Regions from separate parts of the Zea mays genome. Here region 2 is linked to region 1. The links are chromatin contacts, called in public Hi-C maps. All regions are on one chromosome and are shown on one strand. Each heading gives the region's core, a stretch centred on a gene start, on an enhancer-like site or on the middle of the called end of the contact. The rest is flanking DNA. Distances are from core to core; before and after follow the strand shown. Region 1 has its middle 41 kb from the start of TRNAW-CCA. Region 2 has its middle 46 kb from the start of LOC100279482.

Region 1 (7,236 bases), core at 1,229-3,728:
TCGATCGAATCCGGCAGGCAGTCAGATCTCATCTACCGCATGCCTGCCGTGAGAATCGTGGACGTGTAGCGAGCAATGGTCTCGGTAGATATGCCCAACTAGCTGGTCAAAGCGGATGGTCGATGCGCCTCTACTTTGTGAGACGCATACGGTTAAGCAACGTACGTAGTCTGAAAGAGTGACCTATATATACACACTGTACTGTATCATCACCAAACTACTACCACTCTGGTTAAGCAACGTGTAATGCATACGGTTAAGCAATGCATTAACCGTATGGCCGGTAGTGACCTATATACTCTTTCAGATCTCATCTACGGTAGCGAGCAATGCATGAGGTCAAAGCGGATGGCCGGTGCGCCTCTACTTTGTGAGATGCATACGGTTAAGCAACGTGTACGTAGTCTGAAAGAGTGACCTATATACACACCAAACTACTACCACTCTGGTGCATGCATGAGGTCCTCGTGCAGTACAGCACTCCCATCTTCCAACTTGCAAAGTTGCAAGCAACATGCAAGACGCACACATGTATCCGTACGGACCCGAATCCAACTGCCTAAGCAAAAGAAAGCGTCCGTGCAGACGTCAGCGAACATTATCTATCACATCCCACTGTATAATTTGCTATTTTGCCACTCTCAATTTTGGCTGTCTGTTATTATGCCATCCCGTGTCTATGACTGGTGGGACCGTCTGTGTCTATGATTTGTGGGTCCGATGGCATATTGGCGAAGCCCACAAATGATAATGGCAAAATTGCCAATGGCTCCTGTATAATTCACCAGTTTAAATTTTGCAAAATCCACTCAACCAAATCACCTCCTTACTCATAACCTCCACTAAATCCATCAAATAAATTGCACATAGATCTAACACACCATTAAAACCAACAGTTTGGATCGTTAGATAACTCTCTCCCTTATTCACTCAAATCCAACGGACAATGGGTTTGTTCGGTTCAGCTTTTTACTAAGAATATTTTCTGAGAATCTGGCTATGGGGAGAATCTGGTTGTAGATAGAATATGAGTATCGTGGAGATTACGTTTGCAGAAAGATAAAATAGTCCATACGGTTTAGGATGTAGAAAATGGCGATTTCGTACTATCGCAACGACTCGGTCAATTTTGTGTTCACGTTGATTTCGGACGGTTTTGACTAAAGTGATTCTTATAGAAGCTGGTTGTAAAGCTGAGCGTTTCTGGTGGCCAGAAGCCGAAAAACTAAAACAAACATGACCAATATTATTTGGATCATCCTTTCTCCCTCGTCCCTCCCCTTCCCCTACGACGACCCGGCCGCCCCCAGCCTCCATCGTGTCATGTCGCCTCCTCCCCTCTGGTGGCGCCCATGAGATTTTAGGGGCCCAAGACAAGTTTAATGTATAGGCATTTCACTCAATATACATATAAAAATATTTACCTCAAATAAAAAAATAAAAAAGTACATATTATTACCTTAAAAATTTCTTCTATCATATTTAAATATGATCAGGATATGGATCGTGGTTGACAATTTTTCGACACTTTACCGCTGAACTAATAGACTATAAATAGATAGTCTAGCCAATATAAGTATATATCTAGGGTTAGGCCCTTTGAAATCGGGGGCAGGGCAGCCACCCCTCCGCCCACCCTCAGCGCCGCCGTTGTCAACCTCTCTCCTTGTGCCACCGTTGTCAGGGGCGAAGCCAATGTCACTTTCACCACATTGCACACATTAAGAATATACACAAGATCTTAGAAATATATGGTCAAAATATATTTGGCTAATAGAAAATATTTTTTTGCCACTCCACCGGGCAAAGTGTATATGGCGTCGCCCCTGACCGTTGTCGTTGTTGGTCTCTTCGCTCCTCTTCGTGAGATTGTAGCGTTAGTACGAACTATATGCCAGTACGTCAGTGGTATTTCATTTGCCAAAAATAAATAGTTGTAAGCAAGTTTTATTTTGTTGGATGATGTCAGAAATTATTGTAGCGTCCAGATCTAGACCAGCAAATGAAGCCACGCTCTGCTCCCGTGCTCCGTCTCCGAGTGACAAGGGCAAAAGGAGCCGGTCGACGACAACAACAACAACAAAATTTTGACAATTACTCGTCCATGTCCACACGTCTTGCTTTGATTGAGGCGTCCCCGTCGTTACTCCACATCAATGGCTCCCATGCATGCATGCAATGCATCCAAGGCGAAATGCATCTCCGTTTCCTCTTTCGGAAATAAAGGGTGAAAAAGACACAGAATCTTTCTGTGGCAACCGTGGACCATTAACCTATTAGCGTGTTTCTCTCTTTCCTGTCTGTACGCGCATTCATGCATCTCTACAGTTGAGTTGCTATCTCATATATATACGTACGTGGGCCAACACGCGGTCTTCCGCCGTACACGGCGCTGTGCGACTGCGTGAGCTCCACAGCGTTGTTTCTGCCTAGGGATAAGGCCCAATGGGCGCCCAGACGCGCCACGTTTTTATGAAGTGGGCGGATTGTGCCGAGGTGGCAAGGCCCATCGTGAAGCAGGCCCTGCTCGGACCTGCCACGCTATCTTGGCCCGACCCGTGCGTTGCTGTCCACCATGACGACGAAGGCCGCCGCTGCCCGCGGTTAGAGGCATGTTTGGTTCCCTACCTAATTTGTCACATTTTGCCTAACTTTTCTGCATAAGATTAGTTCTTCAATTTGAACGACTAACCTTAGGCAAAGTGTGGTATAGTTAGCCACGAATAAACAGGCCCTAGGTTTGGAGAGCTTGTTTTGTTTACGACAGAATTTACTGTACTAGAGATTTTGTTTATCCAGCAAGAGTTGAAAAAAAGAAGAAATGTCATACTTTTAGAGTTAATTTGGGAACTCTATTTTTCCATCAGATTTCTATTTTTTCAAGAGAAAATGAACTAATTTCCTCAATGAAAATAAAATTCACTCGAAAAAACGTGGTTTCTAAACTAGCTTAGCGTGTCAAATATAAAAGTCGGCTAAGTTGTAGCAGAAAATTAAACATCAGTAAGAATCATCTCGGATGTTATCCAAACAGTCCAGTGCGTATGTTCATGGATCATGGTGTGATTGGATGCCTAGCTGGAGACGCTGGTCCTCCTCTCTGCAGACAAGACATGCATAGCCGTAGCCGATGATGGTTCACGTCGCTTGCCTGCAAAGCGAGGTGATGGTCAAAAGCGGAGTGTCAGGCTGGCTAGTGCCGTTTCCATTGGTTATTTTACTGGCAGTAAATTTCAAAAAGGAACCTGCTGCTGCGATCAAATAGTGCTGCTAGGAACAGAACTAGAAAACCTATACTAACTCCGCTGTACTATTACTTAACGTTTTAGATAAATTGAAATCAAATTTATAAAATTTTGACTACAAATAACTAATTTGTTATTTAGTTTTGGAATCTAATATTTAAGCACTGATTTGTCTTAAAAATACTTTTGTAAAAGTATAAATATATTAAGAGCTTATTGTATTTTAATAGAAAAACATTGGTCAAAGTTAAATTTTGAAGACCGTGTCTGTTAGTCACTTGATTTCAATCCCGTAAATGTATTAAAAATCAAGACAACACAAATAAACAGGTCAACCTTCATAGTCATCCCCTTTTATCATTCTTGGAGAGAAGATAAAATGAAAGGATGAAGATAAAAATTTGCTTATGTAAGTGGGTCATTCAAACATAGACAAAAACAAAATACAATGATTACAAGAAATTAAATAATGAAACAGGAAATTAAACAAAATACAATGATTACAAGAAATTGCTTATGTAGGTTTGGTTTAAGACAGAATGTGTTGAAATCCCTCTTCCTTATTATATGAATTCAAAGATTGAACATATACGTTCATCTTCGTAAAAATTACAACGAGGGGGTACAAGGGAGTACATAAGTTATAGCTTCGTATAGAGAGAAAAAAATGAGTTTCACCCGTCCAAAAAGTGTCTCCAACGCATAACACTGTTCCTCTTTTTATATGCTCGAGATATGTTTCAGACGAATTTACAATTATATCCTTAATCCCTATACATTCAAACTATTGTACATGCCAGAGGTAAGGTTGTCCTTCTCCTTCTCTCGGTTTAGCTCCTTAGACCTCAAAGGTTGTTTATATTATGCTTCGTCCGAAGCACGTGCACCATGGTCGTCCGAAACTTGCTTCTTCAAACACCCGCATGTTCTGTTAGAAATCTATCTAGGTTATTAACCCTGCAACACACATGATAAAAACAAAAGAAATAGTTACTGGATGAGTATTTTTTTATTTTTTAGACATTCGAAAGAAAAAGACTCTTAAGGCTATTTTGATAACTCAATTTTTTCAAGGGATTTTAATTTGGTCGCTTGAAAAAATGAAGTTACTAAACTAGCCCTTAACATAGGACAACTAATAGGACATCGAAAAGATTAGAAATCAATGATTCGTCATCTTGTAAAAGCACCGTCAGCGTCGATCTCGATCGACACAAAGCAGCAGCGACTACTAGCACTAGCACAGTAGCTCTGACTACGCTCCGCTGCTCCTGAAAACGAGATCGGCGCCTGAAAGGACGAGAACGCAGCCGCCGCCGCTTTGACCGAGGCCGTCTTTCGTCAGCTTCTGTAGCACGGAAAACAAATGAAATGATCGATCTGGGATCAGATCATAGAAAGCCATGCTCCCTCGCTTCTTTCGAAATAAGGAGGAGAATCCGGCCCTTTCTCTTTTCTCCCTTCTCTAGAATAGAATATAAAAAGGCCACCGTGGGTTGTGATTTGTGTGAACGAGAAGATCCCTAGGACAGTGTGAGAGGAAAGGAATATGGTCTCTGCCACTACAGTGGACCACAAAGAAAGAAACCTGAGTTACATTACTGGCCGGATAATGCAACGTCTAAGATATTTCTCCCCCTAACCTTGCAAATCTCAAAGTCACCATAAACTAATCTCATGAACACATTTCTAAAAGGATGAATTTGGTAAGGGCTTAGTGAATAAATTATTGAGATTATCACATAATTTGGTTTACAGGATGTTTACTTCACCCATTTTTTTAATTCATGGGGATAAAACAACCTAGGACAAATATATTTATTATGTTGCTCTTGATGTAGTCCATCTATATTTGTGTAATACAAGCAGAATTGTCTTCATAGATAACAATTAGTTAATCGCTGGCACCAATGCCACATGGTTGTTGTATGTGGTTGATCATTCTGTGAAGCCAGACACATTCACGTAAAGCCTCATACAATGCAATTATTTCACGGTGATTTCTTGAGGTAGCCACCCAGAGTCTGTTTCGAAGACTTCCATGAAATAGTTGTTCCTTCGTGTAAGACTATATGCGATAGGCCATTATGGGATCATATAAACATCAAGCATCAGTGTATTTAATCACATTAGAATTTGGGTTACTATGTGTTGGGACCATGCTTCGTCGCCGAAGGTCCTGTGGAAAGAAATAGCTTTGGCTGAAGCTGCTTGTACGTGATGTCGAAGGTACCATTCATGAAGCTTCGGTATTACAGCATATTCGAAGATGAAGGGTCGAACCGACTTAAAGATAGAATGACCTTTTAGTCCATAAGGGTCCGAGTCAACGTTGTAAACTTTTTATGAGGGGCATGATTGTAATTCCTCACAGGCTGTGTCTTGTGCCTATAAATAGTGAACAGTATTCTTTTACTGTTCACGCATTCCTGTAATTGCAAACGCATCACTCGGGAATTATTGTCTGTCAAGGCAAAGATATAAGTATACCTAAATATTATGTTCAAACATCTTAGATTCATATAATAAGATATATAAATGATGTCATTTATTTTTGATGTATTTATCTTTAGTGTTTCATATTTTATATTACTTTGTATTATCTTTGTAAGTTTAATTACGAAGGTGAAACCTTCGTAATATTCTGCTCGTGACCTTCGTCCGAAGTTCATTAAATCCTTGGGGAGATAATGCTTCAGCGGACGAAGGACATTGATATTTAACATTTTATGTTGCCTTGTTCTTAATTCATAGCATTTGAGAACAAGTCCCCAACACTATGGAAAAATAATACAAGATCTCGTTTACCATTAAAATACATGGCCAACCATCATTGTTAGTTTATCCCTTTTGTAGAAGGAACTCACTAAGTCAGTTATACCACATTCTCTCCAACTACTTTAAACTATAAAGTGACTTTTGAAGCTTTACACAATAAATGTTTGAATTTGTGTTTGGTTATGGTCTAGAGATTCTATTAGGAACCCTCATATATATGTTTAAATCAAGTGATCCATAAATATATAAAGTCAAGGTTAGATGATTTTAATTTGAACAGTCAAAGATATAACATATCAGAATGCTATTCCATCCATACCTAGAGAATATATTTCATTATAATAACATTGGGTCTCGGTCGGTGTTTATGACCCGACTGCGCACCACGGGGTTCCCCACATGATGCTTTAGGTAGGACAACGTCGTTGCTTGTGATTCAATGGTACGTGCCAGTGCACGTCAGATCACACAAGAGTTTATACAGGTTCGACCGCTGGAATGCGTAACACCCTACTTTCTGTCGAGGTTGAGTGTTTGAGTATTTCTGGTGTACACAGGTTACAGATGAGTTGTGGGCGGTGGACAGTGAATTCTCATATCGATCTAGTGGTGGCATAGTTGCTATGGAAAGGCTAATGAGCTATGAGGTGGTGATGGGATGTGACGAGATGAGATGCGTTCATAGGGGTACTTGAAAGGGAAATGGACTCAACATTTCCTATAATCGATTTTGGTGTTTGACGACCATCACAAACCTTATGGACTAACTAGTTTGCGTAGTTGATCATTTCTCAGGTGCATAAGTTCATCTACAACTATTCTAAGTGGACTATCCGGAATACCGTAGATTATTCCGGACAGGAGAAGCTTTTTTGAAAAACACCTATGCGCGGACCGTCCGGGCCCTTGCAGCGGACCGTCCGCGACACCAGGGTGAGCCTCAGACAGGAACTCTGCAAAAACATACGTTAACACTAAGGACCGTCCGAAGGAGAAGCGAGCACCGTCCGAGACCAAGCGCGGACCGTCCGGTCGTTGTAAAACCAGAAAAACCCGAAGGTGACGGGTTCAGTAAAATTCATTTTTAGTGTCCTCGCGGACCGTCCGGGGTGCACGACCGGATCGTCCGTGACTGCTTTATCTGACATCTGACGACGCATTAAATGCACTATAGCCGTTTATATAGCCGTTACTGCTGACCGTTGCGATTCCA
Region 2 (7,236 bases), core at 1,823-4,322, 120 kb before region 1:
CTTATTCAAAAAGATTGAATAGGTGAATAATGAAGTAACAATTATGATAAATACAGGGCCGTGCGGGAGGGTGTGCAGGGTGTTCATCCGAACAGGGCCCCTAAATCTCTAAGGCCTCAAACGTGTAAGTCTACAATACATTTGTATAATAGAAAGTCTGCATTACTCTCTAATTCGTCACTTATCCGTATGTATTCTTGTTTCTATTCTATGACCGTGAAGCGTGAGTTTCGCTACAACTAGAGATGGTAATGGTCAGCTGATTCCCCATAGGGAATTTCTTTATTAGGAGACGTGTTACATGTATGGAGGTAATTTAGTCCACACGAGAACCAAAATAGAAAAAAAAAATTAGTCCGCGTTGTGGTCATGGTGATGGGGATGGGAAACCATCTTATCCTCATTCCTCGCGTATATGTCTCTTGTAGACAAACTAAACTCTAAAGTATATTACAAAATAGACACGAAACTTCTCTTAATCTAAACTAGTCCATTGACTTATTAAAATTATACTACAAAATTAATACATAGCATATTACAAAATAGACAAACTAAACTCTAAAGTATATGTCTCTTGTAACTTTAAATCTTGATTCTCAATTTATATTTATTTGATTTAATTAAGTTAAATTTACCTTTAAATATTGCACTTCTTAATGGAGACGTATTCCCGGCAGAGACAAATTCTCCAACAGAGATGTAGATGGGAGAAAAACCTTCCTCATGAACATTCACATGGATAGATTCTCGTTTCAAAATCTGTACAGGGCCTCGGATTTTACCGGCACGACCCTGGATAAATATGTGGTGGAAATCGATGCTTACACAACCAAACCTTTGACGTACGCTTACTAAAACACTTTGACTTAACATGTAATTAATATTGTGCGAGCAGCATCACCGGTGTACGTGCTGGATGGAAGACCAAGCAGGCAGGACCGAGAGGATCCGCAGGAGCAGGACTGTTCAAGTTTGAACTCTGAAGGAACTTTTGTTTCTGGATTGTTCGGAGATTAGCGTGGCCCACCTGAAGATCGTTTGGAAAAAAAAACTGTGTTCTAGGTCGAGAGTGGTGGGGGAGAAAAGAGCGAGTGTGTCGTGTTCATCGAGATCCATGCATGAGCTTAGTCCCCGACTTTCTTGGAGAGGCTAACGAAGATACAAAGAGTTCGATTCATGGTAGCAATATGATACACCAAAAGATAAGGCCGGTGTCCGGTGACACTACAACACATACTCCTACATGCGTGACTTGTCGACTACACTGTTATCGACCATCATCACCTTTTTATCGCAACGCTCCAACTCTAGTTTGAGATAAAACACGGTGTTTTGTTGGAAAAAAATCATCCAATCACATAATTAATAAAAAATACATAATTCAATAAAATATTAATAAACTCTAAAAATAATAAAAATGACATAGTTTCCAAAATATGATACAATACTACTTAGGACTGGGAAAAAAACTCGAAGCTCGCGAGTCGGCTCGAGCTTAGAGTCGCTCGGCTCAGCTCGAAACGGCTCACGAACCTCAAGCGAGCCGAGCCGAGACAGGTTTTTGAGCTCGTTGGGCCAACGAGCCACTCTGGCTCGTGAGCCGACTCGTGAGCTACACAAAATTAATCAATCTACATAATAATAATAGATATTAGATAATTTTATAGATATCCAACTTGTTTCTTAGTCTTTAATGATGTATATATGTCAATTATAATTTAGATTACTTGTAATGTCGCATTATGATTATTTATTTCATATTTATAGACTATTATTTCACTTTATAATACAATATTATTTTTCAAGGTGTGGCTCGCGAGCCAAGCTATGCCGACCAGTGAACCGGTATGGAGTCGAGTCTCCTTTTATAGCTCATTGAGTAGGCGAGTCGAGCTCGGTCACATAGCGAGCCACATCGAGCCGAGTCGGCTCGGCTCATTTCTAGCCCTAGTACTACTCAGTGCAATAAGCTTCGGTTGTAACAGAAGGAGCATTGGTCATATGAGGTTAAGTGGGAGGACAAGGAGCATCGACACTTGGTGGGTAAGGATATAAAAGAAGATGATACATGTATGGAGTTGCAGAGTCAAGAAATGGGGACGAGCAGGAACGTCTACTCGCCAATGTTGGATAGAAGAAAGACGGTCGAAAAAAAAACACGCCCTGCACTAGTAGGGGTCTCGAGTCATTGTAGAGATTGATAGTTGAGTAAGTCTATAAATGTATCAAATAAAGTTGAGACTCCAGTGTAGATCCATATCTAAACAGAGTGGAAGGCAACAAATATAGGTGGAGACTTGTGAATTAGAGAGAAAGGAGTGCGAATGAACCCAATTAGCTCCCTCTATTTATCAGATGGATTTATTTTTAAAAAATATTATTAAATCTAAATTGTTAAAATGACGATTACTAATTAGAAGACATCACACGATTAGCGCTGGGAATTAGGTCGGGTCAGATCGGTTCAGACCTATCGTGCTTCGGACCAAATGAGCTTGGGCTAAGAAGGCCAATTTTTTTTATGTCAGGCCGGACTAACCCAAAGTGTAGAAAAAGTGGTCCAGTCGGACCCTAAAGCACGTCGTACCTTTTTTGGGTCGTGCCGGTACAAGCCCGACTCATATATTTGAACCACATCAAATCCAAATATTACAATCACATAAAGTTCATAGCTTACTAAATTAAATATATTAACCCATGGATCAACATTTGACCACATAAATTCCAAATAATACAACCACATTAAGTTTATATCTTACTAACTTAAAGAAATTAGACAAAATGGGCTTCATTGGGCTGTGTCAGTCCAAACCCGCCCCATGCGTGCATGCAGTGTCGAGGGTTCGACGGACCGGAATTTAAGACCCAGGTTAGACCCGCCTTTGGACCGTGGTAGCCCAAACCATATTATTTTATGTCGGACTATGATTTGGACTTCTATTTTTAGACTTTTCGTGCTTTTGCCATCACCACACGCGAGTAACCGAGATCGGTCGGTACGGACGACGTCCGTGCTTTAAGCTACGTCACGATTCCGTGTTGACCGGCGCTGGCCCAGCCATAACGACTTCGACTCGTCGTTCGGACGTCAAAGCTCAAAGGGAAATTAAAGCTAGCTAGGGCTGCAGGTAGGCTACAGGAGGGGATGCATGCATGGGACTGTGGGGGGGAGGAAGCGGGGAGCGATCAAATGAACAGGACAACGCATTTACTTGTACAATCAACACACGACAGGGCCACCCAGCTACTCCGATTGCATAAAGCTTGCGTCCTGCATCCCTTTCGATCGCCAGAAGAAGCCGCACATTTGTCATACCGATGAAACGGATCGGGTCATCGTGCAGTGCAGTTGGACGTTCTGTTCACTGGATCTGCAAGGGAAACACGTCATCCCTTCTTTTTTCTACTTCTTTATTATTGTTATTGTACTATCGTATCAGTACATTGTACATAAACAATATAAACAAGTACGCTAATTGTGTTTGCGATGTGGCCTAACATTGTCAGCCCTTTTCTTTTATTTTCCTGCTGTCTTGTTAACTGAAAAAAGAGCAAACATCCGGGACCCAGAACCACTACCGTCCAGGTTTTCCAAGTTTGTTTATGTGGTCGGTCATGGGTGTGGTGTCTACCTGAAATCAGATCGCTCCCTTATAATGTGAAAAGCTTTAATTGCAGCTAAGGCAAATTGCGGCTCCAATTCCTTTCTACACGTCACCAGATCGAGGCCAACGTGAACATCATTAGGAGACTGTAGCGCATTTATATTAGCCTATTAGGAGATCGGAATACAGGACCATGTCGGTCACAACTCACAACCATCCTTCCGAGTTTATCTTCGTTTTTTTTATCTATCAAAATAGACAAGTTCGATTACATTACTATACTACGTGTGCAACAAATTTTATCTATGGAGAAGTTTCTCTCTAATAACTCCACTCAATTCACAATATGAATCGTGAATATCCCCGCCGTCGGCTAAGTTAATTTTCGTCGGATTAGAGAAAAATTCTACTGGAATTAACTCATTTCCCTCAATTATTTTCTAGCCTACGGGGATTACGATGATTCACGTCGGCCCATCTTTCAACCGATGGGTTTAAGTAACTCCCATCGGCCCTTTCCAATACCGACGGGGATAAATATAATTGTCATCGACCACAGACTCAGCCGACAGGAGTTAAGGGGTTTTAGGTCCTCGCACGCTCGTGGCCGAGCCCGCCCTCTCGGTTTTGTCAGCCACGCCTCTGCTTTTGGTTAGTGCCGCTGCCGTCGCACCCCAGTCCAGCCTCCGTTGCCGCACCCGCACGCCCCTACATGGCTCCAAACACAGCGCCTCCTTGCGCCGAAGCCGGCTCGCCACCCGTGCCCGAGGAGACGTAGCCAGCCGGCTCGCCGCCCCAGCCCTGAGGAGTCACCACCGCAGGCTCGTGGTAAACGTCCCAAGGAGCTGCCCCGCCCCTAGGAACCACTGCGCGCCGCCGCCGTCGCCCCTGGGATAGCACTCGTCGTCGTCCTTATTCTTCATGGGAACTTCATTTAGGACATCACATGTAGTCAATACTACCTCCCTCACCATGCCTTAAATAATCTAGCAGTGTCTAACATGGTGTTAACCAAGTTAGTCAACGTGAGATTCTTCCTTTCGAATACCCCATTTGATTGGGGTCAATATGGATGCATCCTCTCATGTATAATGCCATGTTCCGCACAAAATAAGTCAAAATCATTAGAGAAATATTCACCTCCTCGATCAGACATAATTATTTGTCTTTTATCTAGATGGGTTTCTACTTCTGCCTTATAGGTTTTAAAGTAGTTTAGAGCCCCAACTTTTGTTTTCAGCAAGTACACATAACAAAATCAAGAAGCATCATTAAACAAGGTTATAAATATCTTTTTCACCATCTATCAACACACCATTCATCTCACAGGTATCTGAATGAATGAGTTCTAATGGAACCAAGTGTCTCTTCTTAGCTACCTTATGAGGTTTTGTGAGGTTGCTTGGATTGCAAACAACTATGGCACTTAGAACCTTTGACAGTAGAAACAATTGAAATTAAACTCATGATGGAAAGTTAAAACATAGAATCAAAGTTAAGATGACATAAATGTGAGTGCGAAATTCTAGCATCATTCTCATCAAGGCCATCATAAATAAAATTTATAGGCTTATTGCAGAAATCAGACACCGAAAAATGGAACATGCATATGCACTCATAGCCTTTACCGATAAATTGTCCATCCTTAGACACGACAAATTTATTGGACTCAAGAACTGCTCTAAAACCAAAGGGACCACTAACTAAATTCTTGTTGATAGTAGATACATGTTGCACATTCTTTAGCTGCACAATCTTTCCTAAAGTAAGCTTCAGATCGACCATGCCATCGCCATAATAATTAGCATGCGACCCATTCCCATCATCATGTCAGAATCTTGAGTGACCTAGTAAGAAGAAAATAGAGTTGCATCAGAACAAACATGAACAATTGCACTAGTATCAAGCCACCAACTAGTAGATTAAAACACTAAAACACAAAGGGCGAATCACTATACTGACTAGTTTTTGCTCCAGCGCTTGTCATCATGTTCATAGTCTTGTGCTCTAGTGGAGGCTTTCTTTCTTTGTGGTATAGACACTTCTTTTCCCAATGATTAGTACTACCACACACAAAAAAACTTTCATCGTCCTTTTTCTTCTTTTTGAAAGCAGTGGCAGGCTTGGTTTGGTCTTCTTTTCCTTGCCCTTTCTGTTGCCATGAGATTGAGTTCTCTGAACCATGTGGACATTGGCCCTACCTTTAGTCGTCTTAGATCGTTCGTACTTGGCCCGAGCTCTCCTCAACATCAAGATAGGTAATCAGATCTGGAATTGATATATCTGCCCTCTTGTGTTTGAGAGCTATGGCAAAATCCCTCCATTAAGGGGCAACTTAGCAATGATACCACTAGCCACAAATTTGTCATGTAGGTTGATCTTGTTGCTCAAGCTCCTTTGTCATGCACTGTATTTCATGAGCATGCTCGATACAGACTTTTGATCAGTCATCTTGTAGTCATGATACTGCTCTATGATGAATAGTTCAGCGCCATCAACTATGCTGCCATATTTGGATTCTAAGGCGTCCATCAACTCTTTAGAATTTGTGTGATGTTGGTACACATCCTGTAGACGATCTACATGTCTACAAATCACACCGCCACAAAGAGAGTTGTCACACCCGGGTTTTAGGGGTCTAAAGCCCGGGCGCGAACATAATCACCAGGTGTGCTGGGACCAAGTCTCACACATATGATGAATCATGGCACAAGATCGAATGTCACAACTTTACTATTGTCGGGGACCATAATTAGGGGTACCCTCAAGGCTCCTAATTCTCAGCTGGTAACCCCCATCAGCATAAAGCTGCAAGGGCCTGATGGGTACGACTAAGTCAGGGATCGGTCTGTTCGAGGGACTCGATCACGCCTCGCCCGAGCCCAGCCTCGGGCAAGGGCAGCCGACCCCGGAGGATTTCCGTCTCGCCCGAGGCCCCCCTCCAGCGACGAACATACTTCCGGCTCATCCGAGGCCCAGTCTTCGCCAAGAAGCAACTCTGGCCAAATCGCCACACCAACCGACCAAAGCGCAGGCCCATTTAATGCAAAGGTGGCCTGACACCTTTATCCTGACGCACGCCCTCCGATCGACAGAGCCGAAGTGACCGCAGTCATTTCGCCGCTCCACTGACCGGCCTGACAGAAGGACAGCGCCGCCTGCGCCGCTCCGACTGCTGTGCCACTCGACAGAGTGAGGCTGACAGGCAGTCAGGCCCGGCCTCAGGCACCATAGGAAACTCCGCTTCGCCCGACCCAGGGCTCGGGCTCAGCCCCCAAAGACGGAGAACTCCGCTCCGCTCGACCCAAGGCTCGGACTCGGGCTAAGCCCCGGAAGACGGCAAACTCCGCTCCGCCCGACCCAGGGCTCGGACTCGGGCTAAGCCCCGGAAGACGGCGAACTCCGCTCCGCCCGACCCAGGGCTCGGACTCGGGCTAAGCCCCGGAAGACAGCGAACTCCGCTCCGCCCGACCCAGGGCTCGAACTCGGGCTAAGCCCCGGAAGACGGCGAACTCCGCTTCGCCCGACCCCAGGGCTCGGACTCAGCCCTGGCCCTAGCCGATAGTCTCCGCCTCGCCCGACCCAGGGGCTCGGACTCGACCTCGACCTCGGAGGAGCCTCCACATCGCCC

What was found. Hi-C and Micro-C count contacts between places; a contact is called where the count stands out from the background.
Region 2: a contact with region 1 is called in a Hi-C map of bundle sheath, with 3 times the contacts expected there. The contact joins two enhancer-like sites. A contact is called at or near these places in 5 of 25 Hi-C or Micro-C datasets (bundle sheath, ear, endosperm and 2 more).

The regions. Positions count from the first base shown.
Region 1 is chr1:95,335,828-95,343,063 of Zm-B73-REFERENCE-NAM-5.0, reverse strand. No RefSeq gene overlaps it. Among protein-coding and RNA genes, the nearest start is that of TRNAW-CCA, 41 kb to the right of the region's middle. Within about 2 kb of position 2,478, at least 17 of the 20 cell types and tissues checked have an H3K27ac peak or open chromatin away from gene starts, as enhancers often do. A contact at or near this core is called in bundle sheath, endosperm, leaf and 1 more, where this site is marked.
Region 2 is chr1:95,461,312-95,468,547 of Zm-B73-REFERENCE-NAM-5.0, reverse strand. No RefSeq gene overlaps it. Among protein-coding and RNA genes, the nearest start is that of LOC100279482, 46 kb to the right of the region's middle. Within about 2 kb of position 3,072, at least 16 of the 20 cell types and tissues checked have an H3K27ac peak or open chromatin away from gene starts, as enhancers often do. A contact at or near this core is called in bundle sheath, endosperm, leaf and 1 more, where this site is marked.